Linked DNA regions of Sus scrofa: regions 1 and 2 are each linked to region 3. A link is a contact called in public HiChIP or PLAC-seq and promoter capture Hi-C data. All regions are on one chromosome and are shown on one strand. The core of a region is the stretch at or near the end of the contact, and the rest is flanking DNA. Distances in the headings are between cores, read along the strand shown.

What was found. Promoter capture Hi-C pulls out the DNA fragments that hold promoters and counts their contacts. HiChIP or PLAC-seq counts read pairs in DNA pulled down with a chosen protein or histone mark.
Region 1: an H3K27ac HiChIP or PLAC-seq map of alveolar macrophages shows a contact between it and region 3. The contact joins the enhancer-like site here to the promoter of SNRNP27 in region 3. A contact is called at or near these places in 2 of 5 promoter capture datasets (fetal liver and liver), 11 of 47 Hi-C or Micro-C datasets (alveolar macrophages, embryonic fibroblasts, epiblast stem cells and 7 more) and 2 of 2 datasets of contacts at active chromatin or transcription factors (alveolar macrophages and skeletal muscle).
Region 2: a promoter capture Hi-C map of fetal liver shows a contact between it and region 3, with 3 times the contacts expected there. The contact joins the promoter of ASPRV1 here to the promoter of SNRNP27 in region 3. A contact is called at or near these places in 2 of 5 promoter capture datasets (fetal liver and fetal skeletal muscle), 3 of 47 Hi-C or Micro-C datasets (blood, fetal skeletal muscle and liver) and 1 of 2 datasets of contacts at active chromatin or transcription factors (alveolar macrophages).

The regions. Positions count from the first base shown.
Region 1 is chr3:72,709,128-72,713,141 of Sscrofa11.1, reverse strand. No RefSeq gene overlaps it. Among named protein-coding and RNA genes, the nearest start is that of ANXA4, 57 kb to the right of the region's middle. Within about 2 kb of position 1,426, at least 4 of the 83 cell types and tissues checked have an H3K27ac peak or open chromatin away from gene starts, as enhancers often do. A contact at or near this core is called in alveolar macrophages, where this site is marked.
Region 2 is chr3:72,322,543-72,326,966 of Sscrofa11.1, reverse strand. ASPRV1 (retroviral-like aspartic protease 1) reads right to left here and starts at 3,009. Exons shown (of 13, transcript XR_002342602.1): 1 at 1,856-3,009.
Region 3 is chr3:72,564,388-72,568,727 of Sscrofa11.1, reverse strand. It overlaps SNRNP27 (U4/U6.U5 small nuclear ribonucleoprotein 27 kDa protein), which reads left to right and starts at 2,705. Exons shown (of 6, transcript XM_003481192.4): 1 at 2,705-2,827; 2 at 3,770-3,890. The coding sequence starts at 2,794.

The DNA of each region.
Region 1 (4,014 bases), core at 177-2,676, 150 kb before region 3:
TGGCTGTAGCATAAGCCAGCGGCTACAGCTCTGATTGGACCCCTGGCCTTGGAGCCTCCATATGCCGTGGGTGCAGCCCTAAAAAGACCAAAAAAAGAGGTTAGTTTGGCACATTTTTCATTATGTATTGTTACCATACTAAAAACGAATAAGTAAATAAATGGATTAGAGTCCAGCTGGAGCCAACAGAAGAAGAACAGAGCAAACCTAAAATATAATAAAAATAATAAGAATAAAAGCAGAAATTAATGAAGTAGAAAACAAAGGACAAATAGGAAGTCAAGGAGCCAAAGTTCATTGGTGGAAGAGGAAAGCTAATAAAACAAATAAATATAAACAAATAAAAAGAAGCCGTTAAAACAAAATGTGATAAAAGTTGCACTTGTGAAATATTATGAAGAAACTCCTAAATGCAGAGGGAAGTCAAGGTCTTCACAGAGATTATTGTGGAATCGTGAACTTGGCAGAAGGAATTTTCTAGAGAGTGTGCATTCATGCGTATATCTGTTTATCTGTGTCTGTCTGTCTGCCAGGCAGAGGGGCGCTTGTTCTAGACACCATGGCAACTCTTCCCTAACCCAGCATCTCAGACCAGGGTGCTTATGGAATGTTTGCTATAGGAATAAACATCCCCACTGTCTTATTCGTCAATGAGTCTTTTGTCTGTATCCAGGAATTTTAAAGTATAACATTTCCTAGGCCTTTACCTATAACTTTCGGATTGTCCAATTCCATAGTCCAGTCTCTCATGACAAAAGCAAAGACACTACCTTAGAGGCTCCCAGCATGTTTTCCATTTCACCTGGAAACGCTGAGGCCGGAATAGAAAGCTAGCATTGATAATGCCTGTTGAGGAGAAAACTGAAATTCACATGTAACAGTAGCTACCCAAGTACCTTAAGGAAACATATGAAGGTGAAATGTGCCCACCTTCTGCCCCAACTTTTGGGTTTTGGTGTTTTCTGTGCGCATCTGAGGTGCCAGGAGAAGGTTCTATTGCCACATTAGGGCTGCAGTCTTGGCTGTGCGGGTTGTCCTGGCAGAGGTGGTGAGGAGGGCTATATGCCACTTACAAAGCTGGGCACCCCAGGGCTTTGTCCACCCAGACACAAAAGCCTTTCTTCTTTTTTTTTTCTAATTTGGCACAAATGCATCAGTGAAGAGAGGTTAATTGCAGTCCTTTGTCCTTGGCTGTCATCACTGTGCTGGGGGAAGAGTCATTCCTGAGAGTCTTCCTGGCCATCCCTTCAAAAGAGCTCCTTCAATTCTCTTCAGCTTCAAAACATCCTTTTAGAGGATCTTTTCAAGCCCTTTGGTGGGTGAGTAACACACTGGCAAACCACAGACGGAGAATTATCCTCTTACAGGAAACCTTCTGAGTTCTGTAAAAAGGCAAAGATAAGCTTATTTCCCCCTTGCTTCTGTGGCCCTGATGTTGCTTTTCCTGCCACTAGATGGCAACCTCTCCCAGGTACTAGAAAGAGACTACTCAGGTAATTTTATGAAATGGAAATCAGTTTCACAGTCCTCACCAAGCTCTTATAGAGCCTTTTCAATTTTCTTGTTCATCTGAATGTTTCCATCTGCAGATGTTTTGGGTTTTTTTTCCTTTTTTTTTTTTTTTTTTTTTTTCTTTAGGGCTGCACCAGTGGCATATGGATGTTCCCAGGCAAAGATAAGCTTATTTCCCCCTTGCTTCTGTGGGGTCCAATAGGAGCTAAGGCTGCCAGCCTACACCACAGCCACAGCAACTCGGGATCCGAGCCGCATCTGCAACCTATACCACAGCTCACGGCAATGCCAGATCCTTAACCCACTGAGCAAGGCCAGGGATGGAACACATGTCCGCACAGATACTAATAGGTTGTTACTGAGCCACAACGGGAACTCCTGCAGATGTTTTAATTCAGGAGTCACAGGTCAAGACACAGGGAATTCAGTTCCTTGAAAACTAGTATTTCTGAGGAATACTACAAGGCCTTATTGATAACATCATGGGCTGTTGGTTTCATAAATTCTGACTCCATCAATAGCAAATAATCATTTTAGCATTCTTCTCTTTTAACTGGGGCATAATTTACATTATACTTAAAGGTACAATTTTTAACTGTAATCTTCGGTGTGTTTTAACAAATGTATACACCAGTGTAACTACCACCTAATTAGGGTTTTGAATATTTCCATTATGATGATAAGGTCTTCAATCTGCCTTCAAAGTCAATCTGGGGAGTTCCCTGCTTGGCTTGGGTTGCTGCTGTGGCTTGGTGCCAAAAAAAAGTCAATACTCATGACTAGAAGAAGACTTAAAGCCAAGCAGAGAACAAACAGTACGTTGAGTGGGGAGTACGTGACCTTGAGGATAATGTGCACTAAAAGATGCTAAATGCAACTCTTAATTACTCACAGCCTTATCTTTTGTATTTTCCTGGTAAAATCATGCAGCCATTTATTTTTAAGAAAGAAGTGGCATTTAAGAACCGATTCTTGGAGTTCCCGTCATGGCTCAGTGGTTAATGAATCCGACTAGGAACCAAGAGGTTGCAGGTTGGATCCCTGGCCTTGCTCAGTGGGTTAAGGATCCGGCGTTGCCATGAGCTGTGGTGTAGGTTTGCAGACGCAGCTCAGAACCCGCATTGCTGTGGCTGTGGCATAGGCTAGTGGCTACAGCTCTGATTCGACCCCTAGCCTGGGAACCTCCATATGCCGTGGGTGCGGCCCTAGAAAAAGACAAAAAAAAAAAAAAAAAAAAAAAAACTGATTTTTTTTTTTTTTAAGTATAATTGATTTACAATATTATGTTAGTTTCGGGTATACAGCAAAATGATTTATATATGTATATTTATTCCTTTTCAGATTCTTTTCTCATTATAGGTTTTTTCAAGATATTGAATATAGTTTCCTGAGCTATACAATTGTCCTCACTATCTATTTTCTATATAGTAATGTGTATCTGTTAATCCCAAACTCCTAATTTATCTCTCTGCCACCTTTCCCACAAATTTGTTTTCTCTGTCTGTGAATCTATTTCTGTTTTGTAAATAAGTTCATTTGTATTTTTGTGTAAAGTTCTCAGGCTAGGGGTCAAATCAGACCTATAGCCGCTGGCCTACACCACAGCCACAGCTGCCACCTGCACTACAGCTCACGGCAACTCCAGATCCTTAACCCACTGAGCGAGGCCAGGGATCAAACCACCTTCACCGAAATCAGTCAGATTCATTTCCGCTGTGCCATGAGAGAACACCTTTGTTTTTTGGGGTTTTATAGATTCCACATGTAAGTGATATCATGTGATATTTGTCTTTTTCTGTCTGACTTAACTTCACTTAGTATGATCATCTTTAGGTTCACCTATGTCACCACAAAGAGAACCTGTTCGTTTCACTCAGCATTTTAGTAATGGTATTTTCTTTCAGATATGTAAATACATGAAATACGAAACTCTCTGAAATATGTTTAGTCATTGCTTCACAATTTGTTCTCATAACTTTTTTTTACTATGCAGTTGTTAGGCTGCAGCTGAGAAAATTTTCAAAACTCTTCAGTGAAATCACTGATTTGTTTGAAATCAATCTTTCCTGAAGAACCAATCAAAGTATTCTTCAGCCCAGGAGTTTGAATTATTTATCAGCCTGCATTGGCTGTGCCATTATTCTGCTAGAGAAATGCAGTGATTTCTGCTATAAGATGCTTTCGTTATTGTAAATGTTTTATGGAGCAGAGCATACATATGGAAAAGTGCACAGCTTAATGAATTTGCACAAAGTCATCAGCACCCAGAACAAGTAAAAGGTTACCAGAACCCAGAAGCCCTTCTGGTCTTTCCAAAGGTAGCCATTACCATGACTTCTAAAAATATAGATAAATTTTACCTGCTTTTGAGCTTTCATATAAATAGTATCAGCTCTTCGGTGCTATGTCCTGCCTAGATTCTATCACTCAATGTTGTATTTAAGAAAGACATTTGTGCTGTTATGCTGTAATTTATTATTTTTCTGGCTGTATAGTATTCCA
Region 2 (4,424 bases), core at 1,760-4,259, 240 kb after region 3:
CTGTTGATGGGCAAATGAGCAATGGTTTGTAGATGCAGCAGGTGCAGGAGAGGTGGCTCCTGCCAGATGGTGTTTAAAAAAGGCACAAGTCTGATACACAACAGTCCTTCCATTAACCCATCCATGGCCAAGGCGGTGCGTATGCTAGGGGGAGTTTGACCCTCTTCTGTCTTTGAGGATTTTTAGAGTCTCAAATGCTGCCCCTATGTGATCCATCATTTAACGTGGTTTTGCCTTGATACAAATGGCAGGGGTGGCCAAGAGACCAGGGATAAAGAGAGGAAGGCTTTAGTGTAATACACCTTCACTCATACCCTCTAGGATAGTCCTCAGCACCTCATACCTGAGAAAAGGGCTGACTAGGTACTGACTCTTTCTGCCCAAAGCCCTGCAATGGAACTTTAGTACCTCTGAGAGCACTTGCTCTACCATATTCTTTCTGTAAACTGTGAACCACAGTTCCCTCCTCTATATAAAGGGATGATAATTCCACCAAGCTCACAAGACCAGTTGTGGGAATCTAATGAGACGACGTGTGAAAAGGCAAATACAGTTCCTGACACGTGCTAAATAAGTACTTCAAGTACTTTAGTTTTCTTCCTTCCAGAAGACAGTCTTGGAGTTCCCACTCTGACTCAACAGGTTAAGAACCTAACTAGTATCCATGAGGTTCCATCCCTGGCCTCAGTGGGTTAAGGATCTGGCACTGCCAAGAGCTGTGGTGCAGGTAGAGGACATGGCTCAGATCCCACATTGCTGTGGCTGTGGCAAAGGCCAGCAGCTGCAGCTCTGATTTGAGCCCTAACCTGGGGACTTCCATATGCTACAGGCATGGTCCTAAAAGGAAAAGAAAAGAAAAAAATCTTGTATTCTGTTACTCTGAGATCAGCTTCCTATAAGCTACAGGAGGCTAGCTTGTCCCCAGGTCTCAAGCCATCCCAGGAAAGGTATCTTGGCTATAGCAATGCAGCATGAGATGAAAAACTCTGGGAAGGGGCAGCTAGAGGAGAGACTGAAGGGTGCCTCAAAGCAGTGTGTGCCCTAGACAGGGCTCCCAGCCGGAAATCCCACAGCCTCTCAGTTAAGTAGTATCACAGGTGCTGGGGCCCAGAGAAAATTCCCATCACCACCCTCCCCCAAATTCTGATCAGGCCCCAGGTTCAACTCGTCAGGTCATCGATGAGTCATTTGCCACCTTTTCTTCCAAAGCCACAGGCAGGACTTGGAACTCATGCTAAGAAAAGGGAAGCTTCAGTCCACTAAGTACCAGGACACAGAACCGTACAAAGCCTTTTGTTCTACGGACTACCCAGGGATTAATGCCCCTGCCAAGTGACTCTAAGGACCCAGTGGAGCTGAGTGGGAAAAAATAATTTTTTATATTTTGACTAACCATCTGCCACGTGCTAGACACAGACTAGTTAAGTCTGCAGAGTGGAGGATATTTTGCAAAGGAGAAAACCGACAGAAGTACTGAATGACTCTCTCAGGGCAAACAGTAAGAGGCCAGCAGGAGCCCACGCTCCCCCTCACTCCCCATCCCGCCGCACCGCTAGGGCGAAACACGGCCAATACCAGGCAGGCGGGGAGGAGCCCGGACGCAGCTGCTCCCTCCCCGCCAAGCCGCGCTTTCTGAAGCTCCGGGTGCGGCCTGGGCCCCACGTGCCCGCTGCTCCCGCGGACCCGCGGGTCGGAGTCCAAGCTCCGTCGGCCCGAACCAGGAAGTCGGTGCCCGGCCTCCCAGCGGGTCTGAAGGCGGCTAGGTTACGCCTGGGCGACCTAGCCGGCTAACGACCTCAGGAGTCTCGCGCTGGGCCGCCGGAACCCCTCCTCTCCGAGCCCGCCCCGTCAGCACCTTTCCCGCAGCTCGGCCCGCCGCCCTGGCCCGCCCGGGCCCCACAGCGGGTCACGAGGCAGCGCCGGAGAGTCGGCAGTAGGCGCGGCCCCGTCAGCCCCAGCGGAGCCTGCGCTCGGCGCCACCCCCACGCCGCGCGCCACGTCCCCAACCCCCCCGCCCCCGCGTGCCACGCGGGGAACCCCGGTGACGTCACCGCCCTCCTGTTCTCGCCTTCCCGCGCTCTCCAGAAAAGACGCGAAGGTGGTGACGTGTCCGGGAATTCAATGCGCCTGCGCAGGAGGCGTCAGCCACACAACGTCCTGCAGCGCCGCCTGGTGGAAGAAAAGCCCAAACCGGCCGGAAGCGTCGACGCGGGCGAGAGGAGAACGTGACTGACGTCAGCTCTTGGAGCCGAGGGGGCGACCGCCGCGTGACCGGCCCTCGCTCTGCGCGCCTGCGCATCTTTATCGTCTCCTTTTAAGCACAGGGTGGAAACTTGATTATTTCGCTCCTTGTTTTAAGATTGTAACCTTTCCTTGTATCGAATGGGTTAAATTGGTCTTTAAAGGAAAAACAAAGTGGGGGGGGAAGAAAATATATGAAGAAAAGGAATAGCAATACTCTTCATATTTACTTCCAGCCTTTTTTTTTTTTTACTTAAATCAAAATTGAGATTTGCTGTGGTTTTAAGCCCAAAGTTCTTAGGGAGGTACAAAAAGCACCAAAGCTAAGTTAGAAAAACACGGTAGAAGAGAGAAGTGCAGAACAATAGGTGAAAGGATAATAGCTAGTATATAACAAGCGTTTCAGACAGTATCTTATTTACCCTGCATAATATCCAGCTGAGGAAACTGTGGCTCAGAGGGTTAAATAGCTTGTCTGAGATGGCTCTGCTGCTATCCACTCTGGTAAGTGGGTAGCAGAGTGTGTTGACGGGTTGGGGCGTTGAACCCAGGGGTTAAAATCTGAACCGTAGGACGGTGGGCTGGGGAGAATGGCGAAAAACCTCAGGGAACATACATGGATGAAGACACTTTTTGTACTTCTGTATCGTGGGATTAGAACTAGTTCGTAGGAACGTGTTGGGTCAACTTGGCAGGAGCGCACCTTAAGCAGCTCACGCTATTACACTCCCTTGAAATGCATAGCTACTCTTAAGGGCCCCTAACTGCGGAGGTCACCGCCTGCAGCACTGCCCTCTCCCGTTAATAGTCGCGAAAGGTAGCGGTCAGCACCAGCACAGGTATTAGGTCCTGCAACCCAAAGTGCAGTCTGCAGTCCAGCAGCATTTCTTCCATCTTATAAACGCCATCCCAATCCCTTGGTGAAGCAGGTGGGATGGTAGAAAGATACGAAGGGAGTTTGCAGAGCTGGATGGTGGAAGGGCAGGCAGACAGGGAGCAGGGTACTTAAGGAGGTTTTAAAAGAGGATCATATAAGGAGTACCAAAAAATATCACAAGATGCAAAGGAAGAAAAGTAGGAAATCAATCTGAGAGACTAACAAAAGAAAGAACTAGGTTAAGGGGGTTAAGCAAGTCCAACTTGGGATAAGTCACCAAAAAAGTAGACACAAGTGCTGTTCTTTGTAGGTGACTTTTGTGTGTATTATGCTTGAGACAGTCCCTAATTCAAAGAACTGGAGGAAGGCAGCCCCTGCCCATTCCCCCATCTTCAGCAGATGGAGTAGGGTTTCTCTGGGTTCTTGTAATAGAGGGCAGATCAGGCAGTGACAAGAGTGCCCCTGGGATGACATACACAGGTTGTACTATATATGGCCAGGCCTCAGGGCTGGTGTGGATGCAAGTGTGTGCACATGTGGGTTGGAGGGAAGGGCAGGTTATTAGCAGACCAGATGTAACAGGAATCAGTGAAAGATGGAGTGAATTTTTGTGACTGGAAATGGCTTGGCCCAGAAAGTCACAGGGCTGATAGCATCTGGTACCTTGAGAAAGCCAGGTGGCAGGCTTATAAACCTTCACTTAGGTGGGTAGTTCTTGGGAGTCAGATTTTCTGGACTTTTGGGTGGCCTGTCATTCTTCCAAATAGTAGTAGCAAGCTGTTGAGATGATAGTTCTGGTAGAGGCAGGTGTGAATCGAAGTGTTCTAGGTATAGGAGTAATAAGTTGTCCTCATGATGCCCATTACGTTAGGGGCCCAGCCATGTTGCCTGGAGGAGTTAAGATGGATTCTCTCTCAGACCCATTAATACACTCAGTCTGAGGATGATCAGTCTGTGCAACAGAAAGTTGCGTAGACATGAAGGGTTTTGTGCTGCTCACACTAGAATACAAAGTGGCTGCAGCATGGAAAGGCAGTAGCTGGGCAGTCCCCAGAAGTGTAAGATTCCAACAATTAATGGAGGAGATATGCAGGGGATGATACAGATGAGTGTGTATATGGGTGGGTACAGAGTTTGAAGAGCACTAGGACCACTCTACTCTGATAGCATGGGTAGAGTCTGAAATGAGGTCAAGGCTGATGGTGTCCCAAAGGTGTCTAGGAGTGGGTACAGTACTCGGCTAGGGCCATGTGTGACCTGGCAAAGTCTGTTTAGAAAAGGTCAATGCAACTCTGAACATCATTCC
Region 3 (4,340 bases), core at 1,456-3,955:
AAACTTCTCAAGATGGTTCTGCATATTCTGTTTTCACTGCAAAAGCCTTTCACAATTCAACTCCACTAAAACTTCCTGAGTCAAAAAGTTCGTTGCTAATGCCTTTATATTAGATGTTTTTTTTTGTTTGTTTCATTTAAAATTAACCACTTTGCTCTCCTTAAAAAGCAGCCTTCTCTTGAAGTTCCTGTCATGGCTCAGTGGAAACAAATTTGACTGACATTCATGAGGCCACAGGTTTGATCCCTGGCTTTGCTCAGTGAGTTAAGTATCCGATGTTGGTGTGAGGCCAGCAGCTGTAGGTCTGATTTGACTCCTAGACTGGGAACCTCCATGTGCCACAGGTGTGGCCCTAAAAAGACAAAAAAGCCTTCTCTTAAAACTTCTCTGATACCACACTTAATGGGTTTTCCTTCTGTTTCTCTGACTATTCCTTAGTCTCCTTTTAGGATTCTTCCTTTGTCTCCAGGCCCTTTTCTCTCCTTAGTCTCCCTTGGGTGGTTTCATGTACTCTTGTGGCTTCAAATGAACTTCTGTATTCTGATGATTTTTTTTTTTTTTCTCTGTAGTTACAACGTATGTTACCAGAAGGGGGACACTTTCCAGGGCTGGAGAGTGAGCTCTTGTATAATACTTGATATGAATTGTCCTAGGAGTCACATGTTTTGACAAACCAAAAGACTTCATTGGAAAGGGGTAGTCAAATGGGAGCAGCAGGTGTAAGGGAACTCGGGATCTGCTCTGCCATATAGCTCACAGTCTCAGGTTTCATGGAAGTTGGGTTGGTTTCCAGGTTGCCTCTGGCCCATCAACCTGCTTGTGCCTATAATTTGATCCAACTCAAGGCCCTTCCTGGTGGCGTGTCAGTCAAGATGGATTCCAGCATGAAGGTTTCTAGGAGGTTGGCTGGACACATTATGGGCTGGCATCTCCTTCCTCCTTACGGCCCTTCCTGAATTCTCCTAGTTAGTTTTTGGCCACAGCACCTTGTTACTAATTGGGACCTCCTGTTGTAAGACACCTCATGCAAAAGATTATCATTCCTGGCCAAGGGCGGATGGTTTCAGTCAGTGGTTCCCTAATGCCTAGATCTTTCTTCCAGGCACATCTACTTGGCATCTCCTTTTTGGTATTCAAAGGGGCACGTCCAGATCTGAACATAGCTCCTTTCTCCAAATGTATATGCCTTATTTTAGTAAATGATGCTGCCATCTACCCAGTTTCACAAACCAGAAACCCGGACATTATGCTTGAATCCTAATTCCTTCATCCTCTGCATCAAAAAATGACCAAGTTTTCCCAGTTTTACCAATTATTTCTCAAATTCAGCCATTTTCCACCTTACCAATTGGTACCATTTTAGTACAGGCCACTGTAATTTCCAATATAGATTATTGTACCTTCTTCCCTATGTGTTTTCCCCTCTAGTGAAAACTCCACATTACACAAAGTATCCTCTGAATAAACTCAGTTGTGATTCCCTCTCATCCTCAAAACCCTTAAAAGGCTCTCAATTGCTTTTGCCTCAGGGTAATTCTTTACCGTAGCTCACGAGGCTTCTAGCCTCTACCTTTCCCTCCTTGCTCCCTAGGTAGCTGCCATACTTTAGTTCTTTACTTTCAGCCTGTCCTCTCCCTTGCCTCTTGCCCTGGCACCTGCAATCTCTGCCTGGATAATCTTACACCTGTCCCCACCACAGAAGTCACCCCATTTTACCTGACTAATTGGTATTTCAACCTTAAGGTCTTGTTTGAACATCATTTCCCCCTGGAAACTTTTCTTGACAACCCTCCCCCTCAAAGCAGGTACCCCTATTATGTACACATAATATCTTGATCAGCCCCATCAATGCATCTTGACACTATACTTGTTTGTATCCCTCACTTGACTGCACCCTAGTCAAGAGCTGACTTGTGTCTTTTGCACTGATTAATACTCTGGTACATAGGTGTGTAATATTTGTATGAATAATTTTATTAATCATACCTTTTTAATTTTTTTCTGGTGTTTTGTCATCTAGGGCATTGCTGAGACTGCCCTTCCTGGGGCCAGCTAATTCCCAGAGACAGCAAAAGATTTCCTTCTGACCGTGCCTTTCATATGCAGACTAGCCAGTGGAAAGCCTGTACTCAGCAACCCACCTTCCCTGCCAAACTCGGGAGTATAGGCATCGGACAGCCCCTACATCCCAAGGCCCGCTGAAATTATTCAAATTAGTAATCGTAAACCTGTTTAGCTAACATGCCTGCCTCTGCTATTCCTTCCCACAAAACTCAATAAAAGCTCTCACCCATGTTTTCTTTCCCTTTGCTTCTCTGCCACCTGATCCACCCTAGTGTTTCCCCGTGTGGACTTAAACTGTTTGTACGTGCAATATTTAGAATTGGTCTGATATGAAATATGCATGTGGACAAGACAGTTGCAAAGGAAAATGAGGGAAAATGAGGTCTGTGTTAGTGTGGTTTATATACAGCCCTTCCCAGACATTTCTGTAACAGCATCAGGTAGCATAGTTTAAGGCCCACAGAGAAGATGGGGAAGCCACCGCGAAAAGGGGGGTTGGAGGGAGAGAGATGCCAACTCTGTTCTCAACTGAATCCCTACACTGTGAGAGGGAGCGTCGCGGCGTAGCCGCTAGAGTCACAACAAGCTCACTACCGCCTCCAGGCTTTAGAAACCGGAACCCTGGCGAGTCGTTTGTCGTTTTCCAGTCGGCGGTGAAAGGTCAGTTCCGGGCCCCCCGGAAGTTGCAAAGTCGTTTCCGGGGCGGTGTGAGGTGGAAGAGGACTCCGAATGGGTCGCAGCCGCAGCCGCTCTCCGCGGAGGGGTAAGTCCAGAAGCACTTTTTAGGATCTGGGGCTCCGCTGGAGACCTGTTCCCCCTTTCCCCCCAGTTTAGGGGCAGCAGAGGAGGCGACCCTTTCTTCCTGAGGAGAAGAGCGGAGGTAGATGGGGGAACGAAGACCCGGGCCCTACACGCTTCAACCCTCCGGTTTGAAGGCAGTTTTATTCCAAAGTTAGGGTTTGGCCGAGACTTTGTCAGCCTCGTACAGTAACCTTTATTGTCGTGTGGCTGGGGCATTTAGAATCAGACCATGTTTCCCTTGATTTGTAAGTGGCCGAATGCAAACCGTCCAATCTTCCTGTGTCCGAATTCCAGTAATAATTAGACATGGGGGTGGGGTGGGTGGGTAACACTATTTTTAAAAACTGCCGTGAAAATTGATGACACACTCCGTAACACTCAGCGTATGGTAACCGCCAGGTTCTTCGATGCTCAGTGTTTCCTTTCCAGTTTATAGGGAAATCGTTGTTTGGGAGTTTTTGTGCAGGGAGCTCACTTCGTAATGTCTTCTGGCCCCCGTCCCCACAAAGGGGTAGAGAAGCCGAGACTTCGATCGGGAGATCTCACTTAGGCCCTTGGCTCTGTCCCCTTGTTCAACTAATCAGATTTGATCTTAAAAGTTAACATGATCTCAATCTGAATTGAGAACTCCTGTTTTTAAGTGTAGAATACACACCAGATTTCCTTGATTTAGTGCAGGGAAAAAATATAAAATATCTAATATTTCTTTGTAACAGTACATGTAAATGATAATAGTTTGACTATATTGTGTTAAATATATACTGTTAAAATTAATTTTGTCAGTGTCTTTTTTACTTTTTTAATGTGACAACTAAAAGTGGCTCACATGATAGTTCCGTTGGATGACGCAGCTATAGGTGTTTGAAGTAATTTTTGACTCTGCAATTTTGTGTGTTTGTGTTAGAGCGTAGGAGATCCCGGTCCACATCCCGGGAGAGAGAACGCAGGCGCCGAGAAAGGTCCCGGTCCCGCGAGCGAGATCGGAGAAGGAGCCGCTCTCGTTCCCCCCACAGAAGACGTTCCAGGTAAGTGCAGAAAATTATCAGAAGTTTTACCGCAAGTCTCACGCAACTGCGTAAGTATTCACTGCCCTTAACTTTGTTTGTATCACTTATAAAGGGACTTAATTTCCTGAAATGAAGGGAACTTCATCCTATGAGGTTTATTCTAAACCTCACAATCCCATTTGTAAAATGGGGGGGGGGATAACATTCCACATAGTAGAGTTGCCTTGAGGAGTAAATGAGAAAAAATAGACTAAAAGCACATAGCAAGCACTTAGCTTGGCAAGAGTAAGAGATGTGTTTGTCCTTTAATCTTATTTTTTATTAACTTTTCGTGATAATGGTTTATTCAATTATGTAATCAAGAATTGTGAGAGGAGTTCCGTCGTGGCGCAGTGGTTAACGAATCCGACTAGGAACCATGAGGTTGCGGGTTCGGTCCCTGCCCTTACTCAGTGGGTTGACGATCCG